Regions from separate parts of the Mus musculus genome. Here all the other regions are linked to region 7. A link is a contact called in public Hi-C, HiChIP or PLAC-seq and promoter capture Hi-C data. All regions are on one chromosome and are shown on one strand. Each heading gives the region's core, a stretch centred on a gene start, on an enhancer-like site or on the middle of the called end of the contact. The rest is flanking DNA. Distances are from core to core; before and after follow the strand shown. Region 1 holds the start of Zfp697 (zinc finger protein 697). Region 2 has its middle 6.5 kb from the start of Gm31420. Region 3 holds the start of Phgdh (3-phosphoglycerate dehydrogenase). Region 4 holds the start of Pias3 (protein inhibitor of activated STAT 3). Region 5 overlaps Gpr89 (G protein-coupled receptor 89). Region 6 holds the start of Ankrd35 (ankyrin repeat domain 35). Region 7 holds the start of Prkab2 (protein kinase, AMP-activated, beta 2 non-catalytic subunit).

Region 1 (3,742 bases), core at 5-2,504, 720 kb before region 7:
GAGTCACACTCCGGTTGTGTTTAAACTTGCCCATTTGTCCATAGCAGCTCACAAAGACCACCAACTCGCTAGCTATTGCCACATTTACCACAACGGTCTCTTGGGAAGAGACCCACTATATGGGAATGCTGACAGCCAACGGAGCCTGACTCAACAGGCAGGATTACAGCACTAAATTAAATTATGCCTCATACTCATGTGGGGGGTGGCTGATTCACTGCGGGGGGGGGATGGGGGCGTGGTTAAGAAAATAAAGGTTAAATCAGAGGAAGTCCCAGAGGAAGTCTTAAAGTCCCGTTCTAGAGACCTGCTATTGTGTGCTCTGGCTGTAAGGTACATCCAGGGTCTCTGTCTCACTGTTCCTCTTCACCATCCCTCATGCTAACATATGCCTCACCCCAGGCCACCTGAGCCTCAATAAGCTCTCTGGCCGCAGGCTCCAGCTCTGTCCACCACCTGCCCATGATCAGCCAACGTGGATATTTGTGGTTGGGGATTCTAGCAAAACCAGACAACGACCCCTCCTGAGCCACGCGCGGCTGGCTAGCTCAGCCTTCCTTTCGCAGGTCCTCATTGTACCTTTCTCCCAGTCCGATCGCAGCCCCCAGGTGGCAATCCGAATCGGTCAGACAGATGGGAGGAGCAGGTAACAGACACGTTTCACAAGGGCCAAAATGAACCTGCTGACCTTCGCAAAGTCCCCGCCTTCATCCCCTTCCTCACAGTGGGGCTGGGGGCACTGACTTAGTAGGCAAAGGGAGCACGATCTAAGCTGATGCACCGATGCACACAAAGCCTTTCACCTTCTGCTTGTCTTGCAAGCTCCTCCCTGGGCTTGGTCTCCCAGGGTCTCTGATGCCCCCTTCGGTGGTCTGTGGGACGGTCCGACTTGCTCTGGCAGCGCAGTCTCAGCCTCCTCCTCCCCTCCCCTCGCCACAGAGACCAAAGGGAGCTCAACCCAGCTATAGGACACGAAGGGTCCCCTTCTGTCCTTGGTTCCTGAGCCCACGGGGTGGCGGACCACAGTCCAGTGTGCGAAGGACAGCTTCGCGCGGCAGCTCAGCCACAGCACACATCCCAGCCCCTAGATGATCAGCTCAGGTTCCCAGCTCCCTATCCGCGAAGCCGGCGCGCCCAGCCGCAGCAGCGCTCCTACCTGTGATGCGCCGGGCAGCTCTGAGCGCACTGCCCAAGCCTGGCGCCCGGTGCTGAGGCTATGCAACCGCGGGCTGGCACTCGGGCTGGCTGCCCACTACCTCCTCGCTGGGGCTTCCTGTGGGGCTGGACAAAGGACATTTCCTGGGAGGAGCAGGGAATGTTCCCAGCATGCCTCGATTTGTAGTTCACCGAGACTTCCTGCCACCGCAGCAACAACGGGGGCTCTACTCAGACCCCAGGACTGGAGGAGAGGACCCTGTCGGGCTGTAGTAGCTCGGAGCCGATGGCCGACCCGCCGCCGCTTGGTAGAGTCGCGATCCTGCAGACGCATGCTGCCCTCACACGCTTGCTGCCCTGGGCGCGCAGTGCGAGCGGCCTTTTCTTTAGAAGTGAACTTTGTGATATGCTCTCTTTACGTCGGCTTCCCCCACCCCACCCCACCCCACCCCACCCCCGCTTCTTCTTCTAATAGATGGTCTTCCATAAGGTGAGGCTGGGGGAGGCGAGCATACTCTGACACTCAGCCTAGCCTGGGACTCACCTAGACAACTCACCGCGATTCTTCTTCCTACTCTTCAGGTGTATACCAACCCGAGTTTGTTGTTTTGCTTTGTTTCTGTTGTGCGCTAATCTACCTTAAAGCCCCCTGCATGCGTGGCCAGTGCTCTGTCCATCTACCAACTTTTTCACCTCCCAGGTTCTCTAGCTCAGTGTTTCTCAACCTGTCTGTCACGACCCCTTGTGGATCAAATGGTCTTCTCGCAGAAGTGGCCTAAGACCATCAGAAAACACAGATATTTATCAACATTACAGTTGATAAACAGTAACAAAATTATAAAGTAGCAATGAAAATAATGGTTAGGAGTCACCACAACATGAAGGGTCGCAGCATTAGGAAGGTTGAGAACCACAACTCTATGCAGTCAGGACTCTGGCTGTGGCCTGTTTAAGAAAAACATTTGGCTGCTCTTCTGGTATCCAGGCTCCTTAAAGATCTTAGCACTTTTGCCCTAAAAACCATGCAGAGCTGATCATTCCTAGATCCTGGCCTGGTGACATCCCTTTTCTCCACTGTTGGCCTCTGCCCAGGCTTCTTTTTAAGAGAAGTAATTGAGAGATAAAAAATAAACTTCATGAATTACATATGTGAGAGCCTAAATGACAAGCCGGATGGTGGAGCACACCTTTAATCCCAGCACCCAGGAGGCAGAAGCAGATAGATCTCTGTGAGTTATAGGCCAGCCTGGTCTGCAGAGGGAGGTCTAGGACAGCCAGGGCTAAACAGGAAAATTTTGTCTTGAAAGCAAAAAGCAAACACACAAAAACTAAATGACTAAAAGCTGAGCTGAGTCATTTTACCAAAGGATGGCAGGAAGGGTATAGTAAGTCAATCAAGGAAAGGATGGGTCCTAAGATTTTCTAGAATACTTGAAAAATAATCTGGCAATAGCCCCGTGTAGTGACACCGCCCAGAAGGCTGGGGCAGGAGGGTATGGAGTTCAAAGTTAATATGGGTTATCTAGCAAGACTCTGGCCACAGGTAATACCTGCATGCATACACAATCAGAAAGTCACAATTTGAGTTTCCATTTGTCAACTCCCATTTCAACTCAGAAGAAGTAGGGACCTTTAAGAGAGGGCCTTAGTCTGTGTTTAAGAACAGAGTATCTAAGAATGCTATCATCGTTCTTCTAGAGTCCTTTCGCCATGGGATAAATGGCTGGTTTAATTCAAGGTGCAGAACTGATGAGGAGCAAGTGGATAGTACTGTTTACTTCGCAGACGTCCTTGTTGATCTGTTGGCTATCCATCTGAATTAGTTGCACAAAGTATTTTAGCTTCATGTTTGTAGCCTTGGAACATTCAGGTGAAAAGCTCCCCATTTCCCCTAGATGGAACTCATGGATGTTTGTCAAATCACATAGCCTCATCATGCTCAGTGTGAGAAGGCGCTGGGCCTGCCTGCGGCACTCAAAATTGTCTACTCTGCCTCCATGAAGCTATTTTCTCTCCTTCCTCTAACACAACTTTTTTTCTACATTTCTTACTTTTGTTGACGATATGGAAATTTAGCCCATTACCTCCACCCCATATCAAACCTGCCCTTTTGCCTTTTGTTTGTTTGTTTCCAATGTAGTTAGCTCATTACTTTGGCAAGGTGGTTTTTTTTTTTAAACATATTCTTGTCTTTATAGCTTTCAACAGTGACCTCATTGTTGTAACAAAGTCCTATGAAACCTATAATGGCCTCTGTACGTGGACAGTGTGTTTGAGGTGCTAGGGAGAGATGCTAGCCATAAGAGTAGAGCTTTGCTTCCAGACTAACAAGCATCTCTGAGGTCTTCCACAGGATATTCATTGAATCATTAAAGGTGTGTGTTATCCTCGAGTACCTGCATCCCAGTTGACAAGATGTAGCTCACACCATCACTACATAGAATCCTCATCCATCGATGTGAGAAACTGTAAGCGAATTTGTGTTCTCAGAAGTTTCTGGTCTTTCCATAAGCCCTTTTGAACCTCCAAAGGCAGTGGTTCTCAACCTTCCTGATGCTGTGATGCTTCAATACAGTTCCTCATGTTG
Region 2 (3,318 bases), core at 442-2,941, 700 kb before region 7:
CCAAAGTCAGTCTTTCCTCAGTCCCGTTGATTTTCTTAGGGTTCTGTCGCAACCGCAGAAGGCTAGTTAACAGGAGTGAATGGCTTCTCTCTTTCTGGGGAAGTTGAATGTGTTTGTAAGAGAGCTGGCTTGTAGATAATTCATTTCCAGTGAGTGTGATGGGCATGTGTCTGAGATTCCAGCACTTGGAAGACTGAGGCAGGAGAATTGCTGTGAGTTTGAGGTCTAAGTTTGGCTACTTGTTGAGTGCCAGGACAGCCTGAGCTACAGACAGACAGACAGACAGACAGATAGACAAAAGAAGAAGGAGGGGGAGGAAAAGGAGGTGGAGGAGAAGGAGAAGAAGGAGAAAGAGAGGAGAAGGAGAAGGAGAAGGAGAAGGAGGAGGAGGAGGAGGAGGAGGAGGAGGAGGAGGAGGAGGAGGAGGAGGAGGAGGAGAAGGAGAAGGAGAAGGAGAAGGAGAAGGAGAAGGAGAAGGAGAAGGAGAAGGAGAAGGAGAAGGAGAAGGAGAAGGAGAAGGAGAAGGAGAAGGAGAAGGAGGAGAAGGAGAAGGTGCTTACCACACACGTTCAATCCCTGGAACCCAAGTGAGGGTGGAAGGAGAAAACTGATTCCAAAAAGAGTTGTCTTCTGACCTCCGCACACACATGTTGTGGATAGGCCTGGTGCTGTTTATATGTTGATGCTAATTCCACTCTCCTGGGAGGTGTTGCAGACAAGGAGTGAGTCAAGTACTCAAGTGAGTTCTTGTGAACTTATCCCCTAATGAATAAAGAAGCCCATCACTGGGCGATTAGGAGGGACTTCCAGGTTGGATGGAGGAAGAGAGGAAGCAGGAGAGAGTAGGACCTCTTTTTAGATAGGGATAGCATGAGGACAAGATGTAATGACGAGTGTCTCCCAGTTTCAACGGTGAATCCTTTAGGATTCGCCACCAGAGGATTTGGATTTAATAAGTTAGGATTTCAGTTGTTGTGCCCAGAGATTGAGTTATCATTGTTTCTGAACTAAGTTTGTGTTGCATTTCCTTCACAGGGTGCCTCATGTGGGTTCAAGAGAGAAAAGTACAGCGGCAAAGAGTGGGTTTGCCTGAGGTACACCACAAAGGTCATGGGGTTTTGAAGCACTGGGTTGGTATGGCAGCGACCCTCCTGAAGGAACTTAGTGAGCTGGATGGAGAGATTTTGGAGCTCTGAGTTAAAGAGTCTCCATGAGATAAGAACAAGCCGACCAGCCTGGCAGGACTGAGAGTAGCTGGGAAAAGCACGGGAACTTGCCGATTCTTTTGGTATTTCCCACAATAAACACACATGCTGTGAGGCATGTGCCTGTACACGCATCATACAAAAACAATGATAGTAATAAATCTGACTTTTTAAAATTCAAAATCAGACAATAAGAAACTAAAACATTTATATGAGAACATTTCCTAAGCCAAGCAAGGTGATTCCAGCACTTGGGAGGTGGGAGCAGGAGGACCCAGAGGGAGTCCGAGGTCATCTTCCTCTATTGAGTGAGTTCAAGGCCAGCCTGGGCCACATGCTGTGTAAGTCAGTCCACTAATCCTCCTGCCTCATCAAGCCACACTTGGATGCAGTTGCTTCTTTGGTCTATTCTTGCTGCCCTGTCTAGGGTTTGTTTACATCTCCCCAAGACATGTTGCCCTTGGTTCCTGAATACAGATGAGTTTGGGAGAAGTTTCATTGCCTCTGCCCAGCAGTCTGAGGGGGCAAACCCAACATGGCTGACTTCACCAAATGGTATGTCATCACACACCTCCAGGTCGTAGTTGTGCTTCCCCTGCTGTCGCTAAGGAGCCAGTGGAGGCTGTGTTACCTACCCAGAAAGAGTGTGTCCCTGTGAGGAAGGGATTGCAACAGACTATCACAAACACATGGCATCTTCCACGTTAGCCTATGCTTTGACAGGAAATTAAATACAAAAGAGGAAGAGAACAAGGTACTGACTTTCTAGTCTTTATGGGGGAAACAAGGAATGGTCATGTGACTCCCAGTCTAAATGAATCAAAACTATTCTGACTTCAATAAACTTGCTGAGGCAATGCAGCCAGAAGTGGTAGTTGTTACAGTATTTTTCCTAATGGGACATAAAGAAACATCAATTCACACCACCACCCCCACCCCCATAGCATGGACAGACCAGATAAACAATGACTCAAAATGAGCTGTGTCACCCAAAACCCAACCACTAAAGTAGGTGGTGACATCCCTGGAGCTCCTGCTCAATGTGTGGCAGTCACCAAAGACTCCTTTTTCCTCTTCCTCATAAAAGTTTATTGCTTATAAAACCTTGGAGATGGGACCCATGAATCTCCCTCCTCCCTCAGGAAAGGACATTTTAGTTTCAAAGAAGAAGGAAGAGGAGGAGGAAGAGGAGGAGGAGACAAGATCACATACAGGCCATCCATCAGATACCAGTGAATAATAACATTTGCCCACAAATCTGATGGCCTGTGTTGGATCCTTGGATCACACGGTAAAAAATGGAAGGAGAGAGTGGATCCTGAGAGCTGGCCCCTGGCCACATGTGCACCGTATATGCATGCATATTCACACATATCTCACACACCATAATAATAATAATAACAACAACAATTATAATAATAACAAATTTTTAAAATCACATCCCAAAAGGAAGGAGCAGGAAAATAGCAAAAAAGAAACACTGGATCAAACAAAGACTGAAACCCAGCAGCGTGAACACCAGATTCTGCAGTTCAATATCGGGCATCCAGGTCACATGGGGTCATCATACGCTCGCTCTCCAAGGGGCCTATGCACCTCCACCTGCAGTCCATACAGCCAGGGCCTGACAGGTGCCACTGCCTGTCTCAGGTTTCCTCAGCCAGCACTCATCTTCCTAGCATACTAGGATCATGGCCTCTCTCTCCATTATGATGGGGGGAAAAGACACATTTAATCAAATTACACGGAGACTGAGCAGACGGGGAAAGCACAGCTGGGAGAGATGTGTGTCATCTTTGAAGGATGCCATGGTGGTAATGAGCTGGAACCAGTCATCCATCCACACAGGAATTTCCTCCCCAGGGCACACCTCATTCTGTGCATTCCATTCTATAAAACGTGCCACTCACAGTCGGCAAATGAGTGTGCAGCATGGGGACAGAGAGGCATTTGTGTTTCTGTCTTGGGTATCTCAGCGAGGCCTGGAAAGTGAACAATTAAAACAACCGATAGAAAAGTACACATGAGGCAGAAGTCACTGTGCTGTGTGCCTGTTCTTCCACAGGGTGGCTCACAACCCTCCAGACCTCCAGCTACAGGGGCTTGACACCCT
Region 3 (3,417 bases), core at 795-3,294, 680 kb before region 7:
CATCAGATTTCATTAAGGATGGTTGTGTGGTTGCTGGGATTTGAACTCAGGACCTTCGGAAGAGCAGTCGGCACTCTTAACCACTGAGCCATCTCACCAGCCCGACAATGTCTTTTTTAAAAAAAGAAGAAGAAAGCATGATACTAGAATGTGTCCAGTAGCACATTAGATCTTACGTAATTGAGTTCTCAATGAGGATAGGTAGGGTGTGTTCATGAACACTGATGCCATAGCCAATAAGAATGTACAGGAACCCAGAAAAGTCTACTCAGTGAAGAAGGGTGGGGTCACTGTAATCCCCTGTGTGGGGCTTCTCTCTTTGACCTGGGGCCAGGTTGTAAGGTCATAGGCACATCAATGAAGTCTCTCCTAACAGGCCAGAGATCTTCACCAGGGCTGCCAACCCCAGCTCAAGGGCTCACAGACAACAGGAAATCATCTCTTGTTTTATTGTTCTAGACAAAATCTCTGGTAGCCTAGGATAGCCTGGAATCAATTTTGATTCGGCTCTGATCTCCCTGGAAATCTACGTCCCAAGTGCTGAGATCACAGACGGGTGTCATCGTGCGGGATTGGCACGGGGATTTTTCTCCATTAAAGTTTCAATTCCAGGGTTCTCCACAGTGTCTCAAAGGATACCCGCCACCTGACATGTCAGCTGACTGGCTTAGAGTGAAGGGGTGCAGGGCACACTAATCCCCAAGATGTCTTTCTTATCTCATCCCCACATCGGACACTTCCCTACTGTCAGGCTCACGTTACGGAGAAGAAAGCAAAAGCCTGGAGAGATACTTTCAGAGTCCGTTTCTTCTTCTTCTTCTTCTTCTTCCTCTTCTTCTTCTTCTTTTTGTTTGTTTGTTTAAGAAGCTGGAAATCAACCCCCGCTGGATCATTGATATTCTACCCGAAAAATTATCTGCTTTACTTCTCACTGTGCAGGTTTGGGGCTCACCACTGGTCTCCAAATAGAAAATTAAGTCGGCTGCTCTCCTCCGGTCCCTATGAACCCTGTTACTGTTACTCTTATCCGGAGAGCCAAGGGCATCCGAGCTGGCCTGCTGTGGCTGCTGAAGTCTCTCTTTTCCCAAGGGGCTGGGCCAGAGAAGGGAAAGGAAGGAAAGTCTAGAGGAAAGGGCAGAACTACTTCCCCAGTTCTTCCAAGAAGGCCAGGGTTCCTGTTTTGTGGATGGAGGTAACAGCACAGGCAGAGGACTTGTCAGTACATAGTTCTGAAAGAGACTCTCTTACTTACATTTGATGTTAAGATTGTGAGGTATAATAGTAAGGGGTGTTATTTATATAATATAATCAAGGCTGAATTTACCTAACAGATTTAATCCCTTCTAAAAAAAAAAAAAGTAATCATCTAACTTCTAAAGACTAAAACCACTACCACCCTTGTACTTCTCTCCCCCTCCCTGACTCCCATCTGGGGCTGACCTGGAACTCCTGGGTTCAAGTGGTCCTCCAGCCTCATTCATGGCCCTTACTGTATCTAGATTTAATCTTAAAGTCTTTTGGGGGGTAAGGAATAAGAAGCCCTTGCCTTTCCCAGACTTGTCTCTCATCTCCCACTGGGATTGGTGGAAGGCAAGAACCAACTCTTATGTACACACACACACACACACACACACCTTGTTCCTTAATCTCCTAACGGTGTGTGTGTGTGTGTGTGTGTGTGTGTGTGTGTGTGTGTGTGTGCGTTGCTGAGAATCGAACCCGTGGCCTTACTCAGTCTAATTATGCTCAACTAGGAGTTATAAATACCCAGCCAATAAATGGTCTTTAAGAGGAAAGAAGTTACTATGAGATTTAATTCCCTCGTGGAGACAGCGTATTTCTGTTTATTTCCAATATAAATCAGCCTGCTGGCATAAATCGTGCGTGTTAAAGCTCACCCGGGGCAGGTAAGGGCTTCACTGCTGGAAGTGTAGTCTGTGTAGGATTTAAAAAAAAAAAAAAAAATGTGTGGGAGGCTCTGCCCGGGGAGGCGGAGTCAGCAGAGTTTAAGCATTTCTGACCAATCAAAAGGAGACTGTTGGCGCGAGGAGGGGGAGGATAAAGGGGGAGCGGGAGATCGAGAACCCTGCCCAGTCACCGGAGCCAGCCCTGCTTGCAGTTTCCTGAACTAAGTGCTTCTGCCCACCCACAGCAACTGATTCTAAGGCCTGACTCTAGCAATGGCCTTCGCAAATCTGCGCAAAGTACTCATCAGTGACAGCCTGGACCCCTGCTGCCGGAAGATCCTGCAAGATGGAGGGCTGCAGGTGGTGGAGAAGCAGAACTTGAGCAAGGAGGAGCTGATAGCTGAACTCCAGGTAAGGCGAGCCGGACACAAGCGTAATCACCGGGCATCTTTATGGCCAAACCCGCTGACCCCAGTGGTTCCAGGGCTGTCCTCCCCTATCTTATCAGTTGGTCCCGGGGCCTCCGGAGATTCGGGACCAGCAGTGGGAGGGAGGAAAAGCAGAGAGGAACGAATGGCCTGGAGGTGCAGAATGCAAACTTTTTGTGCTTTTTGCTACCGCGTGTTTCTTGCCGGCGCTGCAAAGTGCAGCTGCTCCATCTGGTCCTGCGGGATGCCAGAACCTCTCTCGAATGCCAGAACCTCTCTGGAGCTTTCGTGCCTGGCGACCCAGGCTGCGAGCTCCCGGCTCGGGGTGCTACACGCACACCATCCCTGCTCAGTGCAGACTCCTGGGGTGGGGGCAGGGGGCGCGGGGCGCTGGCTCTGCTCCTGCGGGTCCCGTGGCATTTGTGGCAGCGGACTCGCACCGCCTTTTGTCTGATGCAAGACCTTGGCGCTCTTTCCCCCGCCCCGGGGAGCGCTCGCAGGATTCCGGGCGGCCCGGGGGTGCAGCCGGAGCCCCGCGCCGCCCACGCGGCCGCCGCCGGGAGTCAACCTCCACCATTGGCTTCATTGCCGATCAGGCCCGACTTCACTACATCAGAATCCTGTTCCAAGCGCAGTTGGGACAGGTTACTTCTACGAAGTCTTCGGAGCAAACCTCTAATCGTTATAAAACTTAAAAGTCTTTCACTTATTTGAAAAGCTTGTGTAAATCGGGTGACTTTGTTCAGACGTAAGGAAGGGGTTTCTGCTTTGTGAGCACTTCAGTTCCTGCCCTTCCTGTAGATCTAATCCATCCAGGTATGCTGTCTCGTCCCAGCTGTACTGCCCCACCCCCAAAGTTCCACGTGCTCGCTTAGGGCCTGCAGCCAGGAGGAATGTACCAGTCTTCCTGCTCAGGCTGAGGCCTCAAACCGCAGAGACCAAGCGGGGTTGTTCTTGCAACCCTGGAAACTCTCTGAGCTCGCTTGTCTATTTCTCCCAAGACCCTTCCCCGCCCCCAATCCCTTTTCCTCTACCGAGCTAATAGCCACGTGCCCAGCAGCCCTTATTCGCAGACTTTTTCT
Region 4 (3,342 bases), core at 740-3,239, 960 kb after region 7:
ACGGCCACCTCCCTATCACCTGATCCATCCTGTTCTCCCCGTGCTTCTGAATTGAAACTTTTTAAAGTCAGGGCTTTAAGCCAGAGTTCAACACTCCATCATCATCATCATCACCACCATCATCATCATCATCCACACCTTTTCATTGCCTACATGCCCATACTCCTTTAGTCTTGTTTACTAGAAGATAGCTACCAAAATGTGTAGGGGAGAAGTCCCCAAGTCTCAGTAATTGGCCAGACTTACTCCATCTGTCAGTGATCGCTAATTTCTCTGCCAGTGAAATGAGCCAATTCAAGCCAAATTAGATTAGATTAAAGGTAAATTTGCCGGGCGTGGTGGCGCACGCCTTTAATCCCAGCACTCGGAAGGCAGAGGTAGGCGGATTTCTGGGTTCCAGGCTAGCCTGGTCTACAAAGTGAGTTCCAGGACAGCCAAGGCTACACAGAGAAACCCTGTCTCGAAAAAAACAAAAAAACAAAAAAAAACAAAAACAAAAAAAAAGTTAAGTTTATTAGGAAGCTGTCCTAAGGGAATCGCCATAGGGTGGAGGAAAGGGGGGGGGAACGCACAAAATGTCTGGATTATATAGGGAAGAACCTTGGGGGAAGGGCAGCCCAGCCCCTGGGCTGGAAAGTTTAGGGTTGAGGCCTTAGAATGCCAGGTAGGGACTGAGGGATGCTGGGAGAACCTGGAGGCCAGGGCTGCTTTGAGATGTAAAATATGCACCTCAGCCCCCTTGTCCTGGGGTCTGAAACCAAACAGTCCAGAACTACCATCTTCCTTCTTTCTCTCATACATGGTATATTCATAGATAGCCACCAGGGTGGGAACCAAGGCAAACTTCTCAACAGAGACCCCAAGAGAATGAGAATGGGGTCTGTGAACCAAAGCACAGAAGTCAGCTCTTAAACGTGGATGGCCCAATGGCTAGAACTCAGGCTTACTCGGGACAAGGATGGGGCGAAGCCAGAAGATGGGGGAATGAAGGTCTAAGGTTCTGTAGGATATCTTCTGGTGTGGTTCCTTGGAGACTGTGTTGTGGTGGGGCAAGATCTCTCTCCTTCTAGGGCTCCCTTCTGTGAATGTCTAGAAGACCTAGTCACGGGTGGACCATTAGCTCTCCCAAGTTCTTTTCCTCCTGGTCTCCTTTTCAGGAATGTGATGAAAACCTTGTCCTTCTCTCTACCTTTCCATCCTTGGCTCCTCCTACTTGTTTTTATTTCTCCACTGGCTCAATAACTTTTTTTCTATCCAGTGGTTCACACTTCTCTACCTCTCCAACCACAGGACCTCATTAGGACAGTTCCTTACTCTAAGCCTCCAGGATGCTCCTGCCTCATCTCTTAAGGTACGCTCCTGTACAGCCCCGCCCCCTTACGTCTCAGCCCCCCTATCGGTACTGCCCAAGGCTCGGATGCCCACAGCAGCCCCAAGCCTAAGCTTCAGGTCCCCGGGAGCTTGATAACATCTGGTCCTCGGGTCCCATCCCTACGGCTCCCCCTCACTGTCACACCTCTTGGCCTGATGGACTCACCCCTACGCCTCTAGAGGAGCTTTCCCTCGCCCGCCTGTACCCTGCAACTACCTACTACTAAAAGCGGCTACGGCCCCGCGTCCCCGCCCCTTGTGCCTCGGCCCTCCGGGGCGACAATTCCCCCCTCCGCCCCACCCCTGCATCTGCCCTGCGGCCCCGCCCCCGGGGCGCCACCGCAGCCCCTTTTCGCGGCCGCTGCCCGCGCATCCCTGTAGCCAGTCCCTGCCACGTCGCCCGCACCCACCCCATCCCGCTGCGCCCAGCCTGGTCGCCTCCCCGCCTCAGCGGGCAGCCGAGCGAGTCCTGCTGGGGCTGGGGGAGGGGGCCGGTACCTTTAACTCGCCCAGCTCCGCCATCTTGAGACATCGCAGGCGCCCCAGCCCGAGCCGGAGCTCAGGCCCAGGGACCGGCGCAAACTCTCCGCCCCAGCGCCGGCCGCAAAGGCCGCCTGCTCCGCCCCGTCCGGCCCCCTACACCTCCCCTTCCCGGCCCCGCCCGCCGGGCTCCGGACCGCCGCCGGCCTCGCCCCTTCTCCTGCAGCCGGATGGCCGGGGCAAGTCTCCCGGCGGCGGGAGACACGGTGGCCCCGCAGGGAGTGTGCAGCCCGGGGATCTCGGGGCCCTGCGGGTAACGACGAGAAGGCGGACCCGAAGGGATGGGCTTTTAGGCAGCCAAGGATACTTGAAAGATGGAGGGAAAGTATCCGGAACTGCCGGAGCTCCGAGGGATGGGGGAGGGGCGGCGAAGTTGGAGCCCCTGTCCCCCGGAGATCTCCGCCGCAAGTTTAGTTAGCGAAATCCCAGAGTCCCGCCAACTCTGAAAGTGATGCTCTCCTGTCCTTTTTGGGGGAAGTTGGGGACTTGCGAACTGTTGGAGACGGCTGTTCCGAATTCTTCACCTCCCCCGAACACAGCAATTACAAGCTTAGGTCCTGCTAGCGCCATACGACTCAAGGCTTGACAGGCAACAAAGTTGGGTGCGGAAAGCAGGACTTACCCGCAGAGTTGCGGGGGTGAGCCCCGGTGCAGAAAGGGCTCGCGCAGCTCCGGCAGTCTGCTGCACGGCTGGAGTTCAGTCGGGCAGCTGGACGCTGCAGCCGCAGCACCGCCCGGGCCTGAGCTCCGCCCGGCCAAGCGTTGCTGCTGGGGCCGCCCCCTCCAGGGTAAGCCCGCCAGGACCTCGGAGAGGGGAGAGGGGCGGAGCCCAGGAGCCGGGCGGGAGTTATTAACTCCTCTGAGCGCTGAGGAGAGAAGAGATTCTGGGCATTCAAAGTTTGAGTAGTCCTTTGATCCCTTGCGGGAGGGAGTGTAGAGCCTGGACTGGGCTGGACTGGGACTATGTGCATTGGGACTCTGGTTGTTTAGAAAGGTTATAGGATGAGATCTCCATCTATCTGGGGGAAAACCTGGGCTACAAATGGAAAATAAGCAGCCCAATCCCTACAGATAACCCTCTATCTCCCAACCTCCAAATATGCTTTCAGTAACTAGGGATCCCACAGTTGGTGAACACAAGGAGATACAGGTACAGAAGACACACTTCTGCCCCTCTTTAAAGTGCCTACTTCCTCCTCCAAAGCTTTGGACCCTCCAAAGGGCCCTGTTTCAACCAAGTTGGTCACTTAACCTGACGATTTGAGTAGTTCATTTCTTTGTTTGTTTGTTTGTTTGTTTGTTTTTCGAGACAGGGTTTCTCTGTGTAGCCCTGGCTGTCCTGGAACTCACTCTGTAGACCAGGCTGGTCTCGAACTCAGAAATCCACCTATCTCTGCCTCCCGAGTGCTGGGATTAAAGGCATGAGCCACC
Region 5 (3,342 bases), core at 248-2,747, 770 kb after region 7:
AGCCGCTCTGTGTGTAGTGCCCAGTATTAACGTGCATCGGTGTTTTCAGGGATCTTGTCCATAGAGCAGCTCATCAGCCGGGTAGGCGTAATCGGGGTGACGCTCATGGCTCTGCTTTCCGGATTTGGTGCTGTCAACTGTCCGTACACATACATGTCCTACTTCCTCAGGTAACACATACTTTATCTCCTTCCTTTTTCACTGTTACTGAATATGTACCCTTAGTTGATTTTAATTTAGATTCTCTTATCTTAACCCCCTGAACACTGGGATTACAGGCATGTGCCACCACATCTGGCTCATTTATTTTCTAAGTGGCGAATTTTATGTCCCTTTGCATACACTCTTTAAATACATCTTTCCAGTGGACAACAGTGTGAGCTTCTCCCAACTACAGGAAATTAGTTCCTCCTTGACATCAAATAGTAGGAGACCATGCCAACTTAAGCATCTTTTTTAATTTTTACGCCTATGAGTGTTTGTCTATGTATGTATGTGCATTGTGTGTATGCCTGGTACCCACAAAAACATCAGATGCTCTAGAACTGGAGTTGGAGACATCTGTGAGCCACTTCCAGGTACTGGGAAGCCAGGTCCTCTCCAGCAGTGGCCAGTACTCTTAACCCCAAGCCTTCTCTCTAGCCCAGTGGTTCTCCACTTTCCTGACAGCTCCTCATCTTGTGGTGAGGAGCTTCAACCATTAAATTATTTTCATTGCTACTTCATAACTGTAACTTTGCCATTGTTTTAAATAGTAGTGTAAACATATTTGGAGATAGACAATTGCCTGAGGGTCACGACCCACAGATTGAATATATGATCTAGCCAATAAGCATTTATTTCAAATGTGTCTAGGTCAAAGCTAAGGAAGGCTGAGCACAGGGCACCCACTGCCGCACTAGGACAACAGAAAAATAGCTCTACGGAGTTTATGATGCCCAAGCATGGGATCCCAGACATCACTCATTTCTTGCTCATTGCAGGAACGTGACTGACACAGATATTCTTGCCCTGGAACGGCGACTGCTGCAGACCATGGACATGATCATAAGCAAAAAGAAAAGGTGAGGCTGGCACCCTGTGTCCCTGTAAAGAGCTGGTGGGACGCTTTCTTACTTGTTGTATGTAGGGTACTGAACCACGAAGCTCTACTCTCACCTCAGAGGAAGAAAATTCTTAAGTTCTACCCTCTGAATTTCAGCACTTCTCTTTAAATTGTTGGAATAATGTTTACTATTTGGAGGTTATGTACATATTTAACGTCACTGTGCAGAGGACAAGGCTATCATCCTTTACTCTAAGACTGTTCCAACTTCTTTTTCTCCAGCTACCTAAGCTCCTTTAAGTCTTCTAGACGGTGTTTTCCTCTCTACCCAGATAGACAGGGCAGTGACAGAGCAAAGAGAGGATTCCATCCAAGTTCAGCTTGGTGATCCTGTGACTTTCGTGAGATTACTCATAGGATCATGTGAGTGACCCGGGCAGTTACATCACTGAAAGCCCACAGTGTGGGTGACACCTCTTGCAGGCTCTAGTACTGGAGCCCCAACCCTGCAGCTTTGAGGCAGCTCTGTACTGAAGAACATCCATGGAGATGGATGCTCTCTCTCTCTCTCCCTCCCTCCCTCCCTCCCCGTCTCCCTCCCTCTCTCCTTCCTCCAACAGTTGCTCAGCACTTCTGTAAACTGTATATAGGAGGGACTTCTTTGAGTCTTAAATCTCCTGAATTTCATAAACTCCTTGAGACTCTTCTACAATGAAATGTTTCAGTCAAAAAAAAAAGTGCAATGTAAAAGTCATCCAAAAGGTATTTTTAATCTATATTTTCAAAGTGGCATTTTTATAGAATCTGTGTCACAGTAAGCCTACAAAGCCATCTGACATCACATTATTTGTATTAGAATCTTTGTCTACACCCTACAATGCATCCTTGAACTAGGCATTGTGTCTTTGTGCCTCTGTTTCCTTATGTGTAAAAAAATGAAATAAGCCACGTGGGTTGGCACATGGCTGTAAGCTTGTACTTGTGAGGCACGGGCAGGGGGATCAGGAGTTCAGAGCCTGCCTAGGGTACATGGTACATGTTAGTGACCTGGCTACATGGAAGGAGCCTGTCACATGACAAAAGGGAACTGTTAATGCATTGAGACCCGTGCAGCCGCTAAGAACAGCGAGTGATACCTAGCAAAGACAAGTACTGACATTATCAATAATCTGTGATAATAACTTAGTTTCCATAAGCCCATTTGCCTTTAACTTTATGAAATAGTCTCTGCTCAATATTATAACACATGTTCATGAAGCTTATTGTCTGCTGTCTTCATCAAAGTTATTATCCACATATGAGTGGTAGTAGTTTTGACTTGAGTGGTTTCACATTTCATATTTTCTCCTCCAACACGCTTGTATAGTTTGCTCCATAATCAAGTCAGAGCAGCCTTAATGGAAGAGACATCATAGACACAGAATAACAATGAAGGCTCCAAGTTACTGAGCAGTATTTGTCTCAGTTTGTACGTGTCTGTACTAAGTGTGAAAGGTGAACATGTGGCTGAACAGTTATTTACATGTCTGTACTAAATGTGAAAGGTGGACATGTGGCTGTACATTTATTTTGCTTGCAAATATGTTACTTATATTCTGTACTTTCTATAGAAATGTAAGGTTTTTAAAAAATAAAAAGACTGGGGGCTGGAGAGATGGCTCAGTGGTTAAGAGCACTGACTGCTCTTCCAGAGGTCCTGAGTTCAATTCCCAGCAACCACATGGTGGCTCACAACCATCTGTAATGGGATCTGATGCCCTCTTCTGGTGTGTCTGAAGACAGCTACAGTGTGCTCACATACATTAAATAAATAAATAAATAAATAAATAAATAAATAAATATTTAAAAAAAAAATAAAAATATTCAATAGTGATACACACACACATACACGTGTGTGTGTGTGTGTGTGAGAGAGAGAGAGAGAGAGAGAATTATATTATTTTTGTCCCCAAGGTTGTTCTTGCTTTTGTGATATTTCTTCTATAAATGAAAAGACACACCTGACATTTGAGGTAGAATCAGACCTGAGGCTGTTGTAGATGGACCCTCTTGCCCATCTTATACTAGCTATGGTTAGGAATTGGCTCTGACTCAGGCACATCACCCACCAGTTCTTGTCTGTCAGAATCAAGGGTGGTTGGGTCCCTCTGCGAGTCACTTGACTAGCTAGGCTCTCAGAGGAATTGGTCTCCCAGCTGGACTTGATCAGCACGGCCTCTTCTAGTGGGGCTAACGGGACATACAAACAGCTCACACACGGAGCCCTCCCAGTTAGCACAGGGTAGAATAACCTTTTG
Region 6 (3,288 bases), core at 475-2,974, 990 kb after region 7:
CCCTTACTGTTTGGTCAGTGTGTAGAAACTCCATGCAGAAGCAAATGTAAATGGGACAGAGACAGGCCTAGACAGTTCTTACTCTTGCTTCACAGGTTTCTGCCAGGTTTCTGTGGCCTGCCAGGCACAGTGAGATAACCAAACATTTCTCACATCTGCTTATGAATGAATGACGCGTCAACTAAGCAATATTAGTACCAAGGGACTCATACCCCCAACCTCCTCAGAAGACGCCATTCCCTCCACAGAGGGCCACTCCGGAAGAACTCTTTAGAGAAGGACAACTGTATCCTCCCTGAACCACCATCTTCCAAAATCTTTGTTTTGCTCTAGAGGGGAGAGAACGGAGAAGAGAGTAACCCTTGTCAGGAACTCTCTCATTGTGATCCACTCTGTCTTCTCCTTCACCATCTCATTCCCCTAACTCAATCAAAGAAAATGAACACAAATGCTAAACAAGACAAAGGAATAATTGGGGGTGGGGTGGGATGGGGGGAGAACCAGACAGAACTTGATTGGTCCCAAGAACCAGTCTGAAGACTAGACAGTACAGAGAACTGGCCAGGGTAAATTCTGCAGGCAACTCACCCAGGCTCTTGGGGATCAGCCAGGAGACTTGTCTGTCCTCTGACAGCGTTTGTCTGGCTAGCTAGGTTGCAAGGTTAAGCCACTGTAAGCAGGCAGGAGGTCCAGGCAAAAGGTAGAGGAAGTAATATTGAGGAAAAGGTCACTGGAAATTAAGAAAACAGAGGCCCCATGTTGGACAGACGCTTGGAAAGAGATTTGGATTGGTGCTTGAGAGAGTGGAAGAGGCAGTGTCATGGAGTGGAAGAGGCAAGTTTGGTAAAGGAGGCTGTGAAGAAGGGTTGGAAGAAGGCACTGGGGTGAGAATACTTTGGGGGCAGAAAATACTGTTAGGGGCAGAAAGCAAAGAGTAAAAATGGAGCTATGTGAGAGAGAACGTTGTGAGAAGGCAAGGATGGAAGTGAAGCTATAGGGCAGGAATTAGGGATAGAAGTAGGAACGGATTTAAAGGCTGGGGTGGGGGCGGGCAGATGTCTGGAGGTGGGTTGGTACTGGGAGCCGCAGCTGAAGTAGAGACCAGGGTCATTGGAAGAGAACAGAACTTTAGAAAGCATACCAGAAGCTGGAAGCCAAATATGTTGGGAAAAGGAGCCAAGGGGAAGCACCTTGGGAAGGAAAAGATTAAGGGACAGGGTTTTAATAACACCCATAAGTTCAGTTACCAGGGCTGGCGACCGCATTATCAGAACTGCTAACATCGCAGGAAAGACTGATGCAGGCAGGGTTAATGCGATCATCCATGGAGATGGGACTCAGGACTTCTGTCAACACAGGGCTTGAATCCCAGCCACAGCCCTTCTCCCACACATTTGGCACCTACCGCCACTTGTGAACTGGAGCAGGAGAAGATGCGCTTCATGGCCGGGGCTAGGGCCACGGGGGGACGGGGACGCGCAGAGAGCCGGGCCACAAGTTCCTAACCCAACTCGGCTACGGCTGTGCCGAAAGACAGCTGTCAAAAAGCAGACTGGGTCCCGCCCCAAGCCCCGCCCCAGATCCCACCCCGCTCAATCGTAGACGTTCAACTGAAGGCTGGGCTTAAAACCCCGCCTCTGGCCCTGCCTAACCCCGTCCCTGCAGAGGCAAAAAGCCCGCAGTCTTTTGCGGCCACCCTGGCTGGCTCTCAAGTTCCGCCCTTCAGCCGAAGCCCGCCCCCTGTAGTTACCTACCGAATCCAAGAGGGATGCTCGCAGCCTCCGCACCAGCGACTTCCAGGCCCTAAGTCCCCCGTCTTTCTGCTTGGAGCTCCACCCCCAGTTCCGCCCCCGCCCCCTCTCAAGGACCTCCACAAGCTTCGATGTCACCAACCTCTTTTACCAGTTAATGACTCTTAGTCATAGCCATGACCTGTGTGTGCTTCATCCCCTCCCTCCCAACGCCCCAAGATCTTCTATAGAGTTTGGAAACGTGATGCACTAAGCAGACTTGATCACCAATGGGTGATTTGTGACCCACTGCAACCAGAGGTTGGACAAAACTCAAAGGATCAAGCCGATCACTAACGCAGATCTTAGAAAGCAGCAAGGGGAGAGTTTTTACTGTCTGCTTCCCCACTCCAAGAAACAAACAAACAAACAAAAAGTCCGACCTTCCTTATCCTTTAGACTCACTTCTTAGTAATTCTTGTTTGACAAGTATTAGTTGCAGCCAACTGGTCTGGCCTTCCCATCTCTCCTTTCTCCTCCCTGTAAACCAAGCAAGCCCACCCAAATACTCATGGAACCCTATGGAATAAAGCCCAAAATTCTTTTTAGAAGTGTTTTACATTAATTCATTTACTGAGGCATGAGTATGCGCTAAGGGTGGGCACCCTTGTGGAGGTCAGAAGACAACCGGCGTTGGCTTTCTCCATTCACCTTGTGAATCCGGTGCTTGAACTAAAGTAGTGAGGCTTAGCAGCAGACCCCACCCCCACCCCCGCCCCCCCAAGATGCTATAGGCCCAAAGTTCTTTTCTTTTTTCTTTCTTTCTTTTTTTTTTTTTTTTGTTTGGTCGAGACAGGGTTTCTCTGTGTAGCCGTGGCTGTCCTGGAACTCACTTTGTAGACCAGGCTGGCCTCGAACTCAGAAACCTGCCTGCCTCTGCCTCCCAAGTGCTATTATTACAGGCATGTGCCACCACCGCCCGGCTTAGGCCCAAAGTTCTTAACATGGTTTTCAAGGTTCTTCTGAAACAGAAGCCTGAAGAAGGTGTGGTGACGCATCCGCCTTTAATCTCAGCACTCCGGAATCAGAGGCAGGTAGATTTCTGTAAATTGAGGCCAGTCTTGTGTGGTGGGTCTACATAGCAAGTTCCAGGACAGCCAGAGGTACATAACAGAGAGATCCTGTCTCAAAAACCAAAACCAGAAGCCTGCCTTCACTCTCAGTATTTTCTGGCAAACTTCCAAGTTTAAACTGTTGTAGCAGACCATTCATTCATAATGCCCTTTGCAACTTTTTTTTTTTTAAGATTTATTTATATGTAAGTACACTGTAGCTGTCTTCAGACACTCCAGAAGAGGGAGTCAGATCTCATTACCATGTGGTTGCTGGGATTTGAACTCCGGACCTTTGGAAGAGCAGTCGGGTGCTCTTACCCACTGAGCCATCTCACCAGCCCCCCCCCCTTGTACTTTCTTAATCCATGTAAAGTGTTTTTCATTGTTGTAAAATTTCCCTTAAAACTCTGACAACCTGCCTATCAGTGTGCATTTTGGTGTGT
Region 7 (3,258 bases), core at 358-2,857:
AAATGGCCGGTTCAATGACGCACTTTTCTAACGGCGTTCTCAATCTCGATCGGAGAAAATAAGGTGTGTAATTCAAATTTCATGTGCCATCAAAGTGGCAAATAAAACTCTGTTATCCTAAGCCTCAGTTCACTGGGAAGTGATAAATGTCCACCACCCCACCCCATCCCCAAGGGCCGGGTTTTCTTTTTCACTCCAGAAAGTCTACCGGGAGAAATTACATGTATTTAATGCTGACATTTCTAAGTGATTAGGAACATTAGGGTAGCAATCACACTGCTGTCAGCTCCATCTGGCTCTTCTTTTGAGTGACCAAAAGTGGCCTCTGGCTCCAAGTCTATGGAATTGAGAGCTAAGGCTTCAGGTCAGTAGAGGGTGGTTTTGAGCCCCGGGCAACGTTTTGAAGTACTTCTGAGGAGTGAAGTAAAGTGACTTGCTCTCCTGTGCAAAGCTCACAGCTACATTTTAAAACGGCACGTTTCAAAAAAAGATCTGAGCCATTAACCAAATGATGTCCTATATGGATCCCCAAGACTAGGGGAAAGTATTCAAGTAATCAACTGATGGCAGCTCAGAGCCATACAAAGGTGGACGAGGATCGAAGAGGTGATGCAGAACACGTAAGAGAGAGCAAGAAGGAGACCTACACAGAGACATTTTCAGGGAGAAGTCATCTAGCTATCTTGAGGCCAATGTGAGAAACTGAGCCCTTTTCAATAGCTCAGACAACGCACCCTCCGAAGTTTCCACCCGCGCTCACAACCTATACATCCTGCAAGCTCTGGAAGAGGGCAACCTGCACGTAGATCCAAGGATGGGGCTGGCAGGGGATGGGTTTTTGGTACTCGTCCTAAAAGGTTGGCCCACAGATTACTCTGAGCAGCAGGAAAACAACTCCGCGCCCCTATCCTAATTTGAGGTAGTATCTAGGAGGAATTAGCACCCAGCATCTCTATCCGCGGAATAGCCTTCTAGTTAAAAAGCCCATAACCCTTGAGAATGAGGAGGAAGAACCAAGAAGGGCGGAGCTGCCGGCAGCCCCGCTACCTCACCTTGGAGTCGGGCAGGCTGAAGACGCTGGGGTCGTCCGTGCTCCCCACCATGATCTTGTGCTCCTTTCCCGGGCCATGGCCGCCGCCCTCAGCTCGAGCAGCTTTGGCTCCGTGGCGCTCCCCGGACACCCGCTCGCTGGTAGTGTTTCCCATGGCTGCAGCTCGAGTCGGGGGCAACCTGCCGCGGGGAATGACACCAGGCGGGGAACACCCCCGCGGCTGCGTCAGGGGCGCCCCGGCCCCGCCCCTGCGCCCGGGAAGGGAATCCCCGCCGCAGGGGACCGCGCCCGGGGTCCCCTCCCTTACCCGCTTCACGGACGCCTCGGCTCGGAGAACCGGCTCCGGGAGCCCTCGCTGCCCCACAGCCCCGGTCCCGCACACCCCCCACGCCGCTCACCTCGGGCGATGCGCTCCGGGCTCGCGTGGCTACACGCACGCCGGCTGTTCGGCGTACAAGGAGACCAATAAAGTTATTGAAATTGAAGCCGCGCCCCAAACCAGCGAACCGGGTTTCCTCCTAAAATGGCTACAAGGCCCGCGACGAGGTACCGCCTCTGCCTCTGGCCCCGCCCACCGAGCCTCTTGTTCCGCCCCCTGCGCTCCAGCCCCGCCCCCTCCTCAGCCTGGGTCGCCTGCCTCTCTAGCCACCAGCACCGCCTCTGTGGTGGGTGCGTGCGCAGCTCCGGCTTGGGGCGGGGCCGAGGGTGGGGTCCGGGTCGGGATTAGGGCTGTGAACTGTCCGCCCAGGGCTTGATAGTGGGGCGTCTTGTCTTCCTAAGCAGTTTGTCTATCCATGGGGCACGCGGTTATTAGAAAAGCCGAATCCGAGGCCTCCCCGTGCCCTAGGTACAGAATTAGAATCTGCACTTTTAACAGGATCACCTCAAACGACTGGACAGCGGTGCATAGTGGATCCACATTTTCATATTCCGCGTACGCCTCTACCAAGCAACCTTTTTAGTTGTCCCAGGAGGCATGAAATAAAAAGTAGGACAGAGAATTGACTAGACACGTGATGGCAGTTACTGCAGAAGACTTACTTCTATGTGATGCCCAAACTCATCAAAGCGGTGTTTTCTGTTACTGTGATTAGCTGTGTGGATTAATGCAAACAGCTAATGAGTGAGAGCACAGGTAGGCTGGGAATATACTATTGGACTAGCGTTTTGAAACCAGTCGGCTGGAAGTGAAGATAAAATAGGCTGATGGAGGGCCCAGTGGGGTCAAAGAACTCTGGACACAGGAGAGACTGAGTGAGCTGAGACAGTGAGAGGTGTCCTGTGAGAGTAGCGTGTCTGCCACTGAGGTTTCAGTGGTCTTGCAGTCATTAGCACTGGCAGAATCTTAGACAAGTGTGTAGATCGGTGAGATGAGGCCGACCATAAAGCCATTAGAAGTCATAAACCCTGATGAGATGGTTCAGTGGTTAAGAGCCCTTACTGTTCTTTTAGAGGACCCGGGTTTGGTCCCAGCACCTACAAGGTGGCTCATAATCATCTGTTCCAGGCGCTACAACACCTTCAGGTGCACATACAAACATGTAGGCAAAACACTCAAACATAGATTAACATTTTAAACAATGAAAGTAATTACTCAAAAGGAACAGTGAGGTAGCAAAGAGAGTTGGAGGTCTACCTTAACATTGATTTCCTTCCTCTTTACTGAAGCACTGACTCTAACCTTAGGATGTTGTCTGTCTCCACAGAGATGCATTTCTTAGCCTCCCTAATAGATAGATAGGGGGAAATGGTAAGTAGAATTTCTCCGTTTCTCTTTCTTTGTGTATAGGGTGTCCATAGAATGGCCAGAGCTCCAGCAGCCACTTCAGATCACGAGGTAGTTAAAAGCAGTGGAATAAAAAAAGGGAACTGAGCCGGGCATGGTGGCACATCTTTAATCCCAGGACTTGAGAGGCAGAGGCAGGCAGATCTCTGTGAGTTCAAGGTCAGCCTGCTCTACAGAACCAGTTTCAGGACAGCCAGAACTACATAGTGAGACCCTGTCTCACCCATCTCCCCCACAAAAAGAAAAGAATGGAAAAGGAACCATGCAGCTATGGAATCATCTCATAAATGATATATTTTAGACTTTTTATATGAAGGGGAAAGAAATATCAGTCTTGTTAGACCACTGTTGACTATCACTTTTCTATTAAATATAGCTGAACCTCATCCTACTTAATTAATCCATTGGATTGATGGAGTAC

What was found. Promoter capture Hi-C pulls out the DNA fragments that hold promoters and counts their contacts. A called contact is a pair of places that touch in the nucleus more often than the background predicts. HiChIP or PLAC-seq counts read pairs in DNA pulled down with a chosen protein or histone mark.
Region 1: a Hi-C map of muscle stem cells shows a contact between it and region 7, with 5 times the contacts expected there. The contact joins the promoter of Zfp697 here to the promoter of Prkab2 in region 7. A contact is called at or near these places in 4 of 39 promoter capture datasets (the 3T3-L1 cell line, cranial neural crest, frontonasal cranial neural crest and 1 more), 1 of 484 Hi-C or Micro-C datasets (muscle stem cells) and 2 of 115 datasets of contacts at active chromatin or transcription factors (the NIH/3T3 cell line and extraembryonic endoderm stem cells).
Region 2: a Hi-C map of CD8 T cells shows a contact between it and region 7, with 3 times the contacts expected there. The contact joins the enhancer-like site here to the promoter of Prkab2 in region 7. A contact is called at or near these places in 6 of 39 promoter capture datasets (the C10 cell line, the HPC-7 cell line, cranial neural crest and 3 more), 1 of 484 Hi-C or Micro-C datasets (CD8 T cells), 3 of 115 datasets of contacts at active chromatin or transcription factors (astrocytes, forebrain and large pre-B cells) and 1 of 9 other capture datasets (adipose tissue).
Region 3: a contact with region 7 is called in a promoter capture Hi-C map of pre-B cells, with 5 times the contacts expected there. The contact joins the promoter of Phgdh here to the promoter of Prkab2 in region 7. A contact is called at or near these places in 9 of 39 promoter capture datasets (the 3T3-L1 cell line, the C10 cell line, the HPC-7 cell line and 6 more), 6 of 115 datasets of contacts at active chromatin or transcription factors (astrocytes, craniofacial prominence, extraembryonic endoderm stem cells and 3 more) and 3 of 9 other capture datasets (adipose tissue, liver and macrophages).
Region 4: a promoter capture Hi-C map of liver shows a contact between it and region 7, with 4 times the contacts expected there. The contact joins the promoter of Pias3 here to the promoter of Prkab2 in region 7. A contact is called at or near these places in 3 of 39 promoter capture datasets (erythroid cells, liver and pre-B cells), 1 of 484 Hi-C or Micro-C datasets (embryonic stem cells), 2 of 115 datasets of contacts at active chromatin or transcription factors (astrocytes and extraembryonic endoderm stem cells) and 2 of 9 other capture datasets (liver and pancreatic islet).
Region 5: an H3K4me3 HiChIP or PLAC-seq map of bone marrow-derived macrophages shows a contact between it and region 7, with 4 times the contacts expected there. The contact joins the enhancer-like site here to the promoter of Prkab2 in region 7. A contact is called at or near these places in 1 of 39 promoter capture datasets (hippocampal neurons) and 6 of 115 datasets of contacts at active chromatin or transcription factors (astrocytes, bone marrow-derived macrophages, embryonic forebrain and 3 more).
Region 6: a contact with region 7 is called in a promoter capture Hi-C map of liver, with 5 times the contacts expected there. The contact joins the promoter of Ankrd35 here to the promoter of Prkab2 in region 7. A contact is called at or near these places in 4 of 39 promoter capture datasets (hippocampal neurons, liver and pre-B cells) and 1 of 115 datasets of contacts at active chromatin or transcription factors (extraembryonic endoderm stem cells).

What each region holds. Positions count from the first base shown.
Region 1 is chr3:98,379,993-98,383,734 of GRCm38.p6, reverse strand. It overlaps Zfp697 (zinc finger protein 697), which reads right to left and starts at 1,254. Exons shown (of 3, transcript NM_172863.4): 1 at 1,157-1,254. It overlaps Gm52610 (a long non-coding RNA gene), which reads left to right and starts at 3,241. Exons shown (of 3, transcript XR_003954528.1): 1 at 3,241-3,623.
Region 2 is chr3:98,355,699-98,359,016 of GRCm38.p6, reverse strand. No RefSeq gene overlaps it. Among named protein-coding and RNA genes, the nearest start is that of Gm31420, 6.5 kb to the right of the region's middle. Within about 2 kb of position 1,691, at least 33 of the 459 cell types and tissues checked have an H3K27ac peak or open chromatin away from gene starts, as enhancers often do. A contact at or near this core is called in CD8 T cells, where this site is marked.
Region 3 is chr3:98,338,596-98,342,012 of GRCm38.p6, reverse strand. It overlaps Phgdh (3-phosphoglycerate dehydrogenase), which reads left to right and starts at 2,044. Exons shown (of 12, transcript NM_016966.3): 1 at 2,044-2,318. The coding sequence starts at 2,181.
Region 4 is chr3:96,695,723-96,699,064 of GRCm38.p6, reverse strand. It overlaps Pias3 (protein inhibitor of activated STAT 3), which reads right to left and starts at 1,989. Exons shown (of 14, transcript NM_001165949.1): 1 at 1,870-1,989. The coding sequence starts at 1,893.
Region 5 is chr3:96,887,631-96,890,972 of GRCm38.p6, reverse strand. Gpr89 (G protein-coupled receptor 89) reads left to right here. Exons shown (of 14, transcript NM_026229.4): 6 at 50-170; 7 at 984-1,064. Among named protein-coding and RNA genes, the nearest start is that of Gpr89, 16 kb to the left of the region's middle. Within about 2 kb of position 1,497, at least 13 of the 459 cell types and tissues checked have an H3K27ac peak or open chromatin away from gene starts, as enhancers often do. A contact at or near this core is called in bone marrow-derived macrophages, where this site is marked.
Region 6 is chr3:96,668,567-96,671,854 of GRCm38.p6, reverse strand. Ankrd35 (ankyrin repeat domain 35) reads right to left here and starts at 1,724. Exons shown (of 14, transcript NM_001356538.1): 1 at 1,406-1,724. The coding sequence starts at 1,444.
Region 7 is chr3:97,656,561-97,659,818 of GRCm38.p6, reverse strand. Prkab2 (protein kinase, AMP-activated, beta 2 non-catalytic subunit) reads right to left here and starts at 1,607. Exons shown (of 8, transcript NM_182997.2): 1 at 1,450-1,607; 2 at 1,053-1,230. The coding sequence starts at 1,205.